Regions from separate parts of the Mus musculus genome. Here region 1 is linked to region 2. Evidence: chromatin contacts called from public promoter capture Hi-C data. All regions are on one chromosome and are shown on one strand. The core of a region is the stretch at or near the end of the contact, and the rest is flanking DNA. Distances in the headings are between cores, read along the strand shown. Region 1 holds the start of 4933422A05Rik (RIKEN cDNA 4933422A05 gene). Region 2 holds the start of Ei24 (etoposide induced 2.4 mRNA).

Region 1 (6,268 bases), core at 2,352-4,851, 1.5 Mb after region 2:
CCTCTTGGGCTTTGTGTTTCCCCTCAATGAAATAGTATATTCCTTGCACAGCTGTTATTGAGAGCCTTAGGCAAGCTAGTACATTTAGAACGTTCTGAACAGGTAAGGGATGCCAAATACTGAAATCCAATTTCTGCTCATTTTCAGGTCCTGGTGAGTGAGGAAAGCCAGACTCCACTCAGATCACACGCCCTATAAGCTTTCTTCCCTTCTTGGCTTTTCTTCCTAATTCATAGAAGGAGGAGACAAGGGAAATCTGGTTTAAACTAAAAAAGGACCAGGGAGATATTGGAGAGTTGGCTCAGCAGTTAAAAGCATTTTCTGCTCTTCTAGAAGACGCAAGTTAGGTTCCTAGCACCCTGGTCAGGCAGCTTGTAACTGTTAACTAACTCCAGGAGATCTTAAACCTGGCTTCTACGAGCACCCATACTCATGAGACGTATATTTGAACACACACACACAAATTAAGACAGAGAAAGGGTTGGCTCCTAGTGGTAACTCCCACCCCCTACCCCATATCTGTCCTATCTCCTTCCCCACCTCTCTCTCTACCAGTGAGGGTGGAGGTCCTCTCTAGTTGGTGATTCCCTTGCAACTGCTGGTGTGCGATCAGGCCTAGTAGGTGCCTGTTAGAAGCAGAGGTAAAGGATTGCAGTGTCCAAGACAGCACCCCCTCCATACACGGCGATGCTCCACTTCCCAGGGGAAACTGTCTTCTCTGGTTCTAAGACTTGGGTATTTCCTGCATAAAATGCTCACTGTGAACCACTTATGCCCACTGTAACAGGCAGGTGGGTCTGGCTACCATGCACGACCACGCACTGGTGTTAGAACCAGGAATCCCACAATGCTGCCTAGTGCAATCCCGAGGCGGGGGTGGAGGAATCTGGTCACAGAGAATCAAGAGATGAAAGGGGTGATGAAGACAGACTGGCGTCTTCCACAGAAGCCCCCCTCACCTCCTGCTCCCTCCCTGACCTTGTGGCTCACATCAAAGCGCGGACCTCTTCCCACAGTCTGAACTGTCCAGGTCATCACTCCTGGCTCCTTGATGCCGCTGATGGACAGGTGGTAATAGCTCCCAGAGTGCTGAAAGGGGCGCAGACTTCAGGTCAGAGTCAGCCTCTGCTTGGCTCTGTGCTGGGGGAAGCTGCTGTCCAACTCCTGGGTTTCCGGTGCATTCTCTGGGTGCCCTGGGGCCATCTGACCAGCTGCAGAAGAGAAAGCACCCGTAGCACTGAACCCAGGGGTCAAAGGTCTGCAGAGGCAGAAGTTGGGAGGTGCAAAGACCTGAAGAGCTGAGGATCCGTAAGTTCCTGTCAGACTGGCATTTAGAGCAACAAAGATCCTGTGGAGAGAAGCACAGGAGGCAGGCCTGCCTGGAGGGCCTTCCTCACCCAGCAAGCAATGCAAAAGGAGGGAGTGGGCCTCTTTTCCTATTCACTTCCTCACCCAAAACCCATCCTTAGATCAGGACCTTCCAAACTCATCACCTTTATTTTCTCTTGGCTATTTACTAGATGACAAACTAATAATTTGTCTGTATAATATTAATGAGTCAAGATCATACTTACCTACCAACTAGTACATGTGACTGAGGGACAAGGCAAGTTGTTAGACCCTGAGCCCTAGTTAACTAGCCAAGAGCTAGAGACCAGACCGGGATCTCTGGCTTAAGCTGTTGTAGCCCTGCGGTGAGCACACATTCCTGCCAGGCCTCTTGTTAGTTGAGACCAGCTGGATCAAACTCTCCATTTTTCATATCATGAACCTCTTATCGCTGAGTCTGAATCGAATTCTATTTCACATCCTCCCCAGCAACCCAAAGCATGGCCTCTCCCTACGAATTTCACCCCTTCACCGTGGAACAGAAAAGTCAGGCTCAAGCTAGCCAAGAAAACAATAACAGAGGAACAAGAGTCACAGCACTGGAGTGGCCAAAGTCAAGTTCATCAAGAGGGCAAGAAAGACAAAGAATGATTTGTGGAGGATATTTGGTATTTGGTTAAAACCTATTCCCACTTTTGGGGAAGTGGAAATAAGAAATAGGCAAAATATGGGGCACTACTGCCATCTGGTGGCAGTATCAGACAATTCACTTCACTTACACTGTCATCATAAAATGAAATCTTGCCCCATGACGTTGTTTATAATTCAATCCACTGTAACCTTCAAACAAAACGAAAGAAAATTTTGTCACAACAACACCACGAGGTAATAAGATTCTCCCCACAAGTGGCTTTAGGACGATCAGCTGCCTGGCTAGACTCCCTCTTTACCCCATACATGGAAATGAGCTCAAAAGGTCTGGGAGACTTACAAGTGCTGATGGTAGACAGTCTCAAAGCTTTAAGGACAAGTATCTATGGTTTGTGTTAGTTAGTAGTTGCTGAGAAAAAGAAGAGTTGACAAAATAAACTCATCCACACAGGAACACCTTCATATTACAAGGTGTGGTGGTTTGAAGATGCTTGGCCCAGGGAGTGGCAGCCACTATTAGGCATGGCCTTGTTGGAGGAAGTGTAGGGGTGGGCTTTGAGACCCTCATCCTTGCTGCTTGGAAGACAATCTGATGCTTTCTAGGAGTGGTGGATCTGAAGGAGAAGGGAGGTGGGATGGAGGGACTGGGAGGAGAAGAGGAAGGGGAAACTATGGCTGAGATGTTATATATGAGAGAAGAGTAAGAAAAAAGGATATGAGAGTGGAAAGACAGAACTGTTGGGAGTGAGAAGTAAATAAAAGAAGGGGATGCTGGGAGAACATGATCAAAATATCTTACATTCATGTATGAAATGAATAAATTTAAAATATTGTAAAATAAAAGAAAGGATGAAGCTTCCTGTCCCGGCCGCCATCGGAGAGCAGCAGCCATGGCTCTGTGCTACCCCATGGCCGTGGGCCTCAACAAGGGCCACAAGGTGACAAAAAATGTCAGTAAGCCGAGACACAGCCGGCGACGTGGGCGCCCCACCATACACACCAAGTTCGTGCAGGACATGATCCGGGAGGTGTGCGGCTTCGCGCCCTACAAGCGGCGAGCCATGGAGTTGCTCAAAGTGTCCAAGGACAAGCGCGCACTCAAGTTCATCAAGAAGAGAGTGGGCACGCACATCCGCGCCAAGAGAAAGCGGGAGGAGCTGAGCAACGTGCTGGCAGCCATGAGGAAGTTGGCGGCCAAGAAGAATTGATGAGCCCTCCCCCAATAAAAGATGGTTCCTACAAAAAAAAAAAAAAAAAAAAGATGAAAAGGGGGAAAGCAGGGCTGAAGAGATGGCTCGGTGATTAAGAGTACTGATTGTTGTTCCAGAGGTCCTGAGTTCAATTCCCAGAAACCATAGGGTGGCTCACTACCATCTATAATCATTGCTGGTGAGAATATATATTAGTGCATTCAGAGTGGAAATCAAATCAACATGGATGTTCCTCAAAAAAAAAAAAAAAAATAGGGTGCTGGAAAGATACCCAAGGGTTAAGAGCATTAGCTGTCCTTCTACATGACCTAGGTTCAATTCCAGTCTGCATGTGAGAGACCAAATCGTTTGGGTTCAGACTCCATCTTAGAAAACCTAACCTAAGGTTGAACGTGAGTTATTAACCAACTGGCACCTAGCACCAGTTTCCAGGTTACCAGATTCCAACCCCACCCCCACCCCCTTCCACAAGACCTGTGCCTAGTACCAGTTTCCAAGTTATTCCCCAACAAATCTGTTTCTCCAGATTAAAAGCCTGCCCCTAACAAACACCTCACTTCTTAGCAACCACCAAACAGGAAGAAAACAGAAGTTAAGTTTATGATTTGGTTCCCAGTACCAGCCAATTATGTTAAAGGTTATAATGGCTCCCCAGTCAGATAGTCCCTTCTTGCTTCTATCATGCTTGCCTAAAACTAGGCTCAGGGCTCCACCTTCCTACTGTGCAAGGGATGCCTGGGAGCCCAAGCTCCAGCTTGAATAAGGAGACGCTAATGCAACTGCATTGGATTCAGCTCCTTGGTGATCTTTCGGGGGTTCACAAATGTTTCCTGGCATACATAACACATGATGTGAGAGAGCTATAGCGGAGCTTCAAGAGCATCATGCCCATGGCAGAGACACATGGGGATCTAGAGCTCAGAGAAACCAAGGAAAAAGACCAACTGTCATCAGCACACAGGAGGAGGGTGCCAAGCTCACCTGGATCTGCAGGTGAAAGTGGAGCTCAGCAGGGTGTCTGCCCAGAACCCTTCTAAAAGCCTGGATGTCAATCAAATGAGAAGGCATAGAAGGAGCTCTTGAAGCCCTGAGCAGGAGACCCAGTTATCAGATGTAAAGACACATGTAGTTTGAAGGCTGAAAATGGATTTGTGGGCTTAGGTAGAACATTCCCAGGCTGAAAAAAATCCCACATACCCAAGAGGCAAGTTACTGCTCTCAGAGTGGGCTTCGGGTGAGCCACCTGCCCCTCCAGACTCTGCAGTACTTCTCAGAGGCACAGATACATATCTCATAGAAGGCTAACAACAAAGCTGTACTTGGGCAGCTTTTTGGCATTTCCCATCACAAGTTCTCATTTTTAAATTATGTGCATGTATGACTTTAAGGGGGAAGAAAAGAGGGGGACACCATCTTCACACACTAGTTACATGATGTAACTGCTGTTGATCAACATTCTAACCCGGTGAAGTTCATGTTAGGCATGGCACAGGTTCCTCCAGTTTCTCAAACCATGCTAACAGATCCTCTTACTGTATCTGTGACAATTACAGATGTCACCTTATACAGCAAGACCCACTGCTTAAGCAGGCCAACCCAGCAAGGATCTGATAAATATTTAAACCCTTTCTAAGGTATAAGAGAACACAGAAAAGGGACTTCGTTGTTTTCCCTGCCTCAAACACTGCTGTGAAGAGAAGCTCCAACAGGGAAGTCCAGTTCTCTCTAGAAGATAGGCACAGCCTTGGTATGCCCTACATCCAGGCTGGCCTTTGGGCTGCTGCCTGGCTCCTGGGAGGTAGCAGTGCCTGAGAGTTCTCCAAGCACCTACCAGGTCATGGCCCACCCCATTGGCCATTTGGGTTTCTGAATCAAAGCCAATTAGTGGTATTTTCTAGGTGTCAAATTCTTGTCCCTGTGTCTTTCAATTTGAATCAATCGAGCCTCGGATAACCCTCATTGGCTACCATACTGACACTGTGCAAAGCTTGTCCCTGTATCTTGAGAAGCACAGATAATGGCAAACAAACAACGTGTGTAGCCTGCTGCCAAACTCAGACACCATGATTTTAGATGATCAAGTGTTGCTAAACCTTTTCCTCTTTGCCGATAGGAAACGTGTCTAATGAGCTGAAGACAGGGGCAAGAAAGATTTATTCAGATTGCCAGCCAAAGGAGATGATGCCAGGCTGTCTCCAATAAAGATCATCTTAGCTTATTATGGTTTGAGCCCTTTCATCCCTAAGCAAGGGGCAAGAACTGGAGCTTATGTTGAGAAACTTCTAGCTGCCACTTCAGGGATCTCCAATGGGACTATCCTGACAGTTGCTATGCAGGTAGCCATAAATATGTACTGCCTCCATAAATACTAAAAACATCATAGCGACTCTTATTTTGGATAGAAGCAATCCATTGGCCTTAGAAGCCAAAACTTTCCTGCCAGCCATTCAAGATAGAAAGAGAAAAGTTTCAGACTCCCAGTCCTGGACAAACATTTTCTTAAGTGATGGGCATGTCTGCATGCTGAGCTGAGCTGAGCAGACATCTGGCCCCAAAAGCAAGCAGATTCACTATAAAGAAAGAGATGCCAAGCCTTTAATCATCCAAGCCATCCACTGACATGTGTCTAAATGGTCATTGCTGTCAGCAGGAAAGCCTTCACTTCTCTAAAAGATAACTTAGGCAACCATTGCTATAACCCACATCAAGGTGACACCTATATCAAAACTAGTGCCTGACTAACAATATATTGCTCAGCTACCTGGCCACATTTAGTGATTTTTACAACCCATTAAAGCCAAGTCTGAGGAGCATTTTCTCGATTAAATGTCCTCTGCAGGCAAGCTGTGTCACCCCCGGGCAAGTGGCCCTGGATTGCACAAGCGAGCACACTGAGCAAAGCCATGGGGAGGAACCCTGTAAGAATGATTTCTCTGCTTCAGTTTCTGCCTCCAGGTTCCTGCCTTAGTTTTCCTCAATGATACACTGTAAGCTATGAAACGAAATAAACCCTTTATCTCCAAGTTGTTGTTTTTGGTCATGGTGCTTATCATAAAAACAAAAAAAGCAAACTAAGA
Region 2 (6,190 bases), core at 1,423-3,922:
ATTTGTTTTGCCATTGACTTTGACATCTGGGTTTCAGGTTCTTTCCACGTAGGAATAATAATAATAATGGCTTATAATAAGCATTTGATTCTATAGATGACCCGATCAGTAGCAGGTCTAAGCATTGGTGAAGGCAAAGGGAAATAAGAAGAAAAAGAAGTGAAGAGCCATAGAAGAGATTGGGAGTAGGGAACAAAGTCTTCTAGAAGAGGCAGAATAGTTCAGAGAGTAAGCAAATAGGCCACCCTAAATGATGCCATTTTTCTATAAGGGCAATTGTGAGCTAAGAGCACTTAAAAGTGAAACAAAACCAGCAAGAAAGGAGTTCTCTTAAAGGTGGGGCCAGAGGAAGACTAGTCAGGTCTCTACCACTGAGCTACACTGCCAGGCCAAGAGGGGCAATTATCCTCTCCTTTCCCTCTTTTTATTTTTTGGTTTTTCGACACAGGGTTTCTCTGTATAGCCCTGGCTGTCCTGGAACTCACTTTGTAGACCAGGCTGGCCTCAACTCAGAAATCCGCCTGCCTCTGCCTCGCGAGTGCTGGAATTAAAGGCATACTCCACCACGCCCGGCTTCCTTTCCCTCTTAAAAGCAGGGAGTTGCTGCTCTAAAAGTAACTTGAATAGGAATTTGAAGGGGATGGGAATTTAGCTCAGTGATAAAGCACTTGTCCAGTATACACGTCTAACTGGGCTAGATTTTTAAAAAATAGTTAATAGGTGGGGTACAAACCAAACCTTATCAAAATGCGATTTTTTCTCTTTAGCCCCACCCACCACTTCTCTACAACTGCCATTCTTTGCACAATGGCATTTAAAAACATTTGGGCTGGGAACTGGTGGCACACTCTTTTAGTCCCAGCATCAGGAGGCAGAGGCAGGTGGACCTCTAAGTTCAAGGCCAGCCTGGTCCTCACAGCTAGTTCTATTTTCAAGACAGGGTGTTAGTCCTGGGTGTCCTCGAACTTAATTTTTTTTTTCCTTTTTGGTTTTTTGAGACAGGGTTTCTCTGTGTAGCCCTGGCTGTCCTGGAACTTACTCTGTAGACCAGGGTGGCCTCGAACTCAGAAATTTGCCTGCCTCTGCCTCCCAAGTGCTGGGATTAAAGGCGTGCGCCATGCCAGGTTTCGAATTTAATGTTAATCCTCAGCCTTCCCTGTACTGGAGCTAAAGGAGTGAGTACATCCCACCACACCCAGCCGCGAGGACTCCTAACCAAGATCTTTTGAGGTGGAAAGACTCTTTTTTAATATGAGCCACACCTCCTGTTGGCAGCCTATATAAAGAACATGGATGAAGGGAACTCACGCTTTCCTGCTTGCTCTTGCTCTCACTGGCAAGTCCATTCCTCCACTGGCAGTAGAGCCTACTACTTTGGGATTCCAGCGTGTACTGAAGACCAGCTTCGACACCCAGCCTTGTGAAGTGCACAACTGCTGAACTCTTGGACCTTCCATTCACAGGTAACCATTGTTGGTTTAGTTGGACCACAGCCTGTAAGTCATTCTAATAAACCCCATATATATTCATTAAGTTCTGTTCCTCTGGACTAAACTAACTGGGTGGTGGTGCATGCCTTTAATCCCAACACTTGGGAGGCAGAGGCAGAGGCAGGCCACCCTGATTTACAGAGTGAGTTCCAGGACAGCCGGAGCTATAGAGTGAAGCCCTGTCTCCAGCCTCCCTCCATCCCCCTCCAAAAAATAAAAGAAAACCCATCTCCAATCTTCTTCATTCCCTTCTCAGGGTTTATATGTCAGTCACTACTAACTCACTAGCTAACTTGTATGCTTTTCTTATACTTGACTCTTTCTGGGTTTTGTTTCTTAAATTCAAAGGAGAAACCTGAAAAGGGTAAAAGTGGCTTTTCCTACAGTTTCATGACAAGAAATTATGGAGCCAGGCTAGAAATGAGCCAGTTGAAAACAGCAATCTCTACTTGTTTTTTATCACAGCCATTCCATCATTACAATCCGCACTAAATGCTACCTAAGTGGTTGATGCCTTATATTCTGAATCACTCAAACTTCTGATCTCTTGCCTCCAAATTCCAAGTGCTGAGATTGTACTATCATGCCCTGTGTAATATAATTCTTGGACTTGAAGCCAGGGCTTTTTGCATGTGCATGATAACTGATTACTCTATTGAGTTTTTGTTTTTTGCTTTTGTTTTTTTCTGAATCAAGATGTTGTTACACAGCTCTGCCAAGGCTGGTACTTACTAGGTAGCCAAGGCTGGACTCGAATTTGGACCATTTCTTCTCTTCAGCTTTCCAAGGGCTGGGATTTCAGGTGTGCATCACCATACCTGGTTTATTAGTCTTTATAGAAAGCCTCCAAATTATCAAGGTGTCTCCTATTTTATTGTTTTCATCATTTGTTCTTAAAGGATATCAGAAAGACCAGCACTGATGTGTAGATAGATTAAGGAGGTTAACGATCGCTCAACAGTGAGAAGGGGTTTGACTAGGAGGCAACAAAGGTCTAGAATCCTGGACCTGGATACCCAGAATGAGTCTGGACTCTGAGGTCCAGCCAACTACAATTCCCAGGCTCCCAGACCACGCCCCCCGGTATGGCCCCGCCCTACCTCGCTAGCCCCGCCCCTGCCCAGCGACCGGCAGGCTGCCCGCCCGACTTCCCAGCTGCCCCGTGCGGCCCGGGCATGCCCAGTGTGGGCGCAGCCCCGGCTCTCCGAGCGCCCGGGCGGAGCGGGCAGCCGGGCGCGGAGCAGGCGAACCGAGCCTCGGTGGGCGAGCGCCCTGGCTGGAGCCGCGGCGGTAGGGTGGCGGGGTAGGTGCAGGCCGCGGCGGGCAGTGGGCTCGAGCCGCTTGCAAATCGCAGCCTGGGCGGCAGGGCCCATCGAGGGCTGGCAGGCCGGAGCTAGTTCCTAAGGTTCTGGAAGGGGCTGCGGCAAGGACCCCGGCCCCCGAAGGGCCCGGGACGCGAAAGGCGGCAGGGGCAGGCCTGGCGGCGGCGCGCGGGACTCAGGCTTTCCCCAGGTGCGGCGGGGCTATCTTTAGCTCCGGTGACCCTCAGTGAGCGAGGTCCGCACCTTGTGCGCGGCAGTGGCTGGGGAGGAAGACGGGTTCTCACCCCAATTGCCCCGACGCTGCGGGAGAGAAGGGGCCGAGTACCCCAGGTTGCCCAGGAGGCAGCCTGTGGCCGGGTGATGCGTGAGGGTGTTTACCTTTTCCCTACCTGGAGTGGGAAACACTGGCTTCCTCCCTTCCGGGACTTGAATCTGGTGGCTTCGGAATGAAAGTGCAGGAGTATGTCTCAGTAGGTGCTTAATCGGTTCTAAAGACTGTCAAATTTATTGGCCAGCAGTGTTTCAAGGTTTAAGGAAGGTGATGCTTGGGTTAAACAAAAATCCTCGTTGCAAAGCTTAAGCCAAAAAGTCCAGTCTCGGTTAGAACACTGAAGTTCCAAAGTTGGTTGTAATTAGCTTTCACTCACTGTTGACAAACCGTTTATATGTAAAATATTGTGAACCAGATGATGCATCTTGGTTTTCTCTGTTGTTAGAGCCCTTTGTGTCAGTCAGTGTGTGGTCTCAAATCGTGGAAGGTTATTTTTCTGCTTGTCTCAGCAATTTGTTAAACAGGGCAATTCATACCAAATGTTCTCTCCCATAGAAAAGTTGTTAGGCCCACGGTATAATAATGGCCTTTCCTTTAAAGGCTCTATTTGGTCACTGGTACTTTGTTAGTTGGTACATGAAGAAGCCGGGTATTAATCTGCCAAGGAGTCAAATAACACAGTGGTTCTGGGATATGACAGATTTTGAAGCTCCCTGTCTGGGCTCTTGGAGAAAACTAGAGTAATGGATTTTCTCACCTCAAGTCGGGTGTGTTCTTTAACAGGATTACATTTATCCAGAATTTTTTCAGCTTTGTTTATTCTGTCGTACTCTATCCCGTGAAGAATTTTAATATGCTACCCTTTATTTGTAGATGAGCAAGTTGTTGCTTAAGATGGTGGTACATTTGTGATATACCTTAGTGTCTTGGACATTTACTAGTTTCCTGGTCATGGACTGCTTTTTACCACAACTCCTAGAGCACTGGCTTTCTCTGTACACATGATTGAAGCTCTTGAGGTTTTCTTTTTCTGCTTTTTTAGGAGGGGGGAGTGGGAGTAGTAACAGATGTTTCCTAACCTTAGGAACTTCTCTAGGTGAGCACATTTGGGTAGGATTTGACGTAAGGAGCAGATGCAGGCAGCCTTCTGACTGTACTCCCTGTTTGTCCAGTTCTGAATGGCATCAGTCCAGTTGGGTCAGTGTGGTGCTGAAGTGGCCAGAGGTCAAGGAAAGTATCCTTTATGTTTTGAAGTTTGAGTTGTATACAAGCTGACTATTATATTTTATTATCTCTTAAATTGAAGATTCTAAGCTTGATTTGGTGGGGCATGATAACTTTGGAATCCTAAAATCTCATATTTTTGCAAGCAGACTTTCCATTCACCTGAGAGTTCACTTTAAAGAAATTAAATAATTGAGAGTCTTTGGGGGGGGGGCAGGGTTTCTCTGGCCCTGGCTGTCCTAGAACTCACTCTATAGACCAGGCTGGCCTTGAACTCAGAAATCCTCCTGCCTCTGCCTCCCAAGTGCTGGGATTAAAGGTGTGCGCCACCACTACCCAGCTGAGAGACTAGTATTTTAAGATTATTTATATATAGGGGCTGAAGAGATGGCTCAATGTTTAAGAGCACTAACTACTTTTCAGAGGACCTAGGTTCAATTCGAAGCATCCACAAGGCAGCTCACATTTGTAATATATGACTGATGCACAGATATATGCAGGCAAAACACTTATCTTCATAAAATTAAGTTGGTTTTTTTTTTGTGTGTTGTTGTTTTTTAAAAAGCTGGGTAGACCTCTTAGTTCAAGGCCAGCCTGGTCTACAGAGTGAGTTCCAAGACAGCCAGAGCTACACAGAGAAACCCCATCTTGAAAAACAAGATTTTCTAGTATGAACCCTCTTATCATTTTGGTACTAGAGACTGTGTATGCGAGGCAGGTTCTCTACTAAACTATATTCCCAATGTTTTGTTTTGTTTTTGAGAGAGTTTTTTAAATTATCCAGTTGTTAATTAATTCAGCTTGTGTAGACCTTGAACTTGTGCCTATCTTAGCCTGCCAGGCAGCTGGGATGCTAGGATTTCATCACCAGCCCTCAGTCTCAGTTTAATTTCTCTTGGTGTTGGGAATGGAACATACCGTGCAAGCACTCTACCACTGAATTGTACTTTTTTTTTCTCTATCAGTTCTTTTCAACATTTATTGTCTGTTTGCATCTGTTTGCATGACCTTGCATTTACATGTGAATGAGCCATGGCCAGTGTGCTTGTGAAGTCAGAGGACAACCCACCTGTAGGCTCTGCAGAAGACACACCTTCACCTCCCCAGCCCCGACTCTGAGTTATTTGCAGCTCTGTCAATTTATTAATTATAAAGCTGGGTTTTCCAATCAACTGAGAAATAATATGAGAGAAACCTTTACTATTCTTTAGTTTTTGCAACAGGGTCTCATGTAGCTTCCTTTAAATTTCCAATTTAGTGGATGATGACCTTGAATTCCTGATTCTCTTGCCTCAGCTTTTCTAACTAACCCTTACCATTCTAACCCTTCTAAAGACTGTTTACAAATGTGAACTTTATGACCTTTTGCTTGTTTCTCTGGCTCCAATGCATATTGAGTGAGCATGCAGCCTGCCATTGAACTAGACCGTCAGCCTTAGTCTGTCTAGTTTAAAATTCTTTGTTTCTTACATGATCCTTAAAAGACATGTGCATGTATATTTAAGATTAGAAAGTGAACTGGTACTGTAGGCCAATGGTAGAGTATTTGCTTATTACATGTGAAGCTCTGGGTTTGGTAGTTTTAGATTATGTCTTAAATTTTCCCATGTATTTGAGGACTATGAATAAAGTGAATCAAAATAAATTATTGTTATTATATGAGACAGGGTTTTCAGTGTAGAACTTAATATGTATCTGCCTGGTGAGAAAACTGGTGATTCTCCTGCCTTTGCCTTCTGAGTGCTAGAATTGCAATCTATCATAGTGTGTAGCTTCTGTGTGTGCGTGCATGCACCTGCCTGTGTAGGTCTAGAAAAGGTTATTGAACCCCCGGGAGCTGGAGTTCAGATGGTTGTCAGTGGTCTGAGATAGGTGTTAGGAAT

Evidence for each region. Promoter capture Hi-C pulls out the DNA fragments that hold promoters and counts their contacts.
Region 1: a promoter capture Hi-C map of liver shows a contact between it and region 2, with 5 times the contacts expected there. The contact joins the promoter of 4933422A05Rik here to the promoter of Ei24 in region 2. A contact is called at or near these places in 4 of 39 promoter capture datasets (cranial neural crest, hippocampal neurons, liver and 1 more), 2 of 115 datasets of contacts at active chromatin or transcription factors (both in embryonic stem cells) and 1 of 9 other capture datasets (liver).

The regions. Positions count from the first base shown.
Region 1 is chr9:35,278,438-35,284,705 of GRCm38.p6, reverse strand. It overlaps 4933422A05Rik (RIKEN cDNA 4933422A05 gene), which reads right to left and starts at 3,601. Exons shown (of 5, transcript NR_040715.1): 1 at 3,500-3,601; 2 at 2,109-2,169; 3 at 991-1,348; 4 at 1-225. It also overlaps the pseudogene Gm5614.
Region 2 is chr9:36,793,816-36,800,005 of GRCm38.p6, reverse strand. It overlaps Ei24 (etoposide induced 2.4 mRNA), which reads left to right and starts at 2,672. Exons shown (of 11, transcript NM_001199494.2): 1 at 2,672-2,793.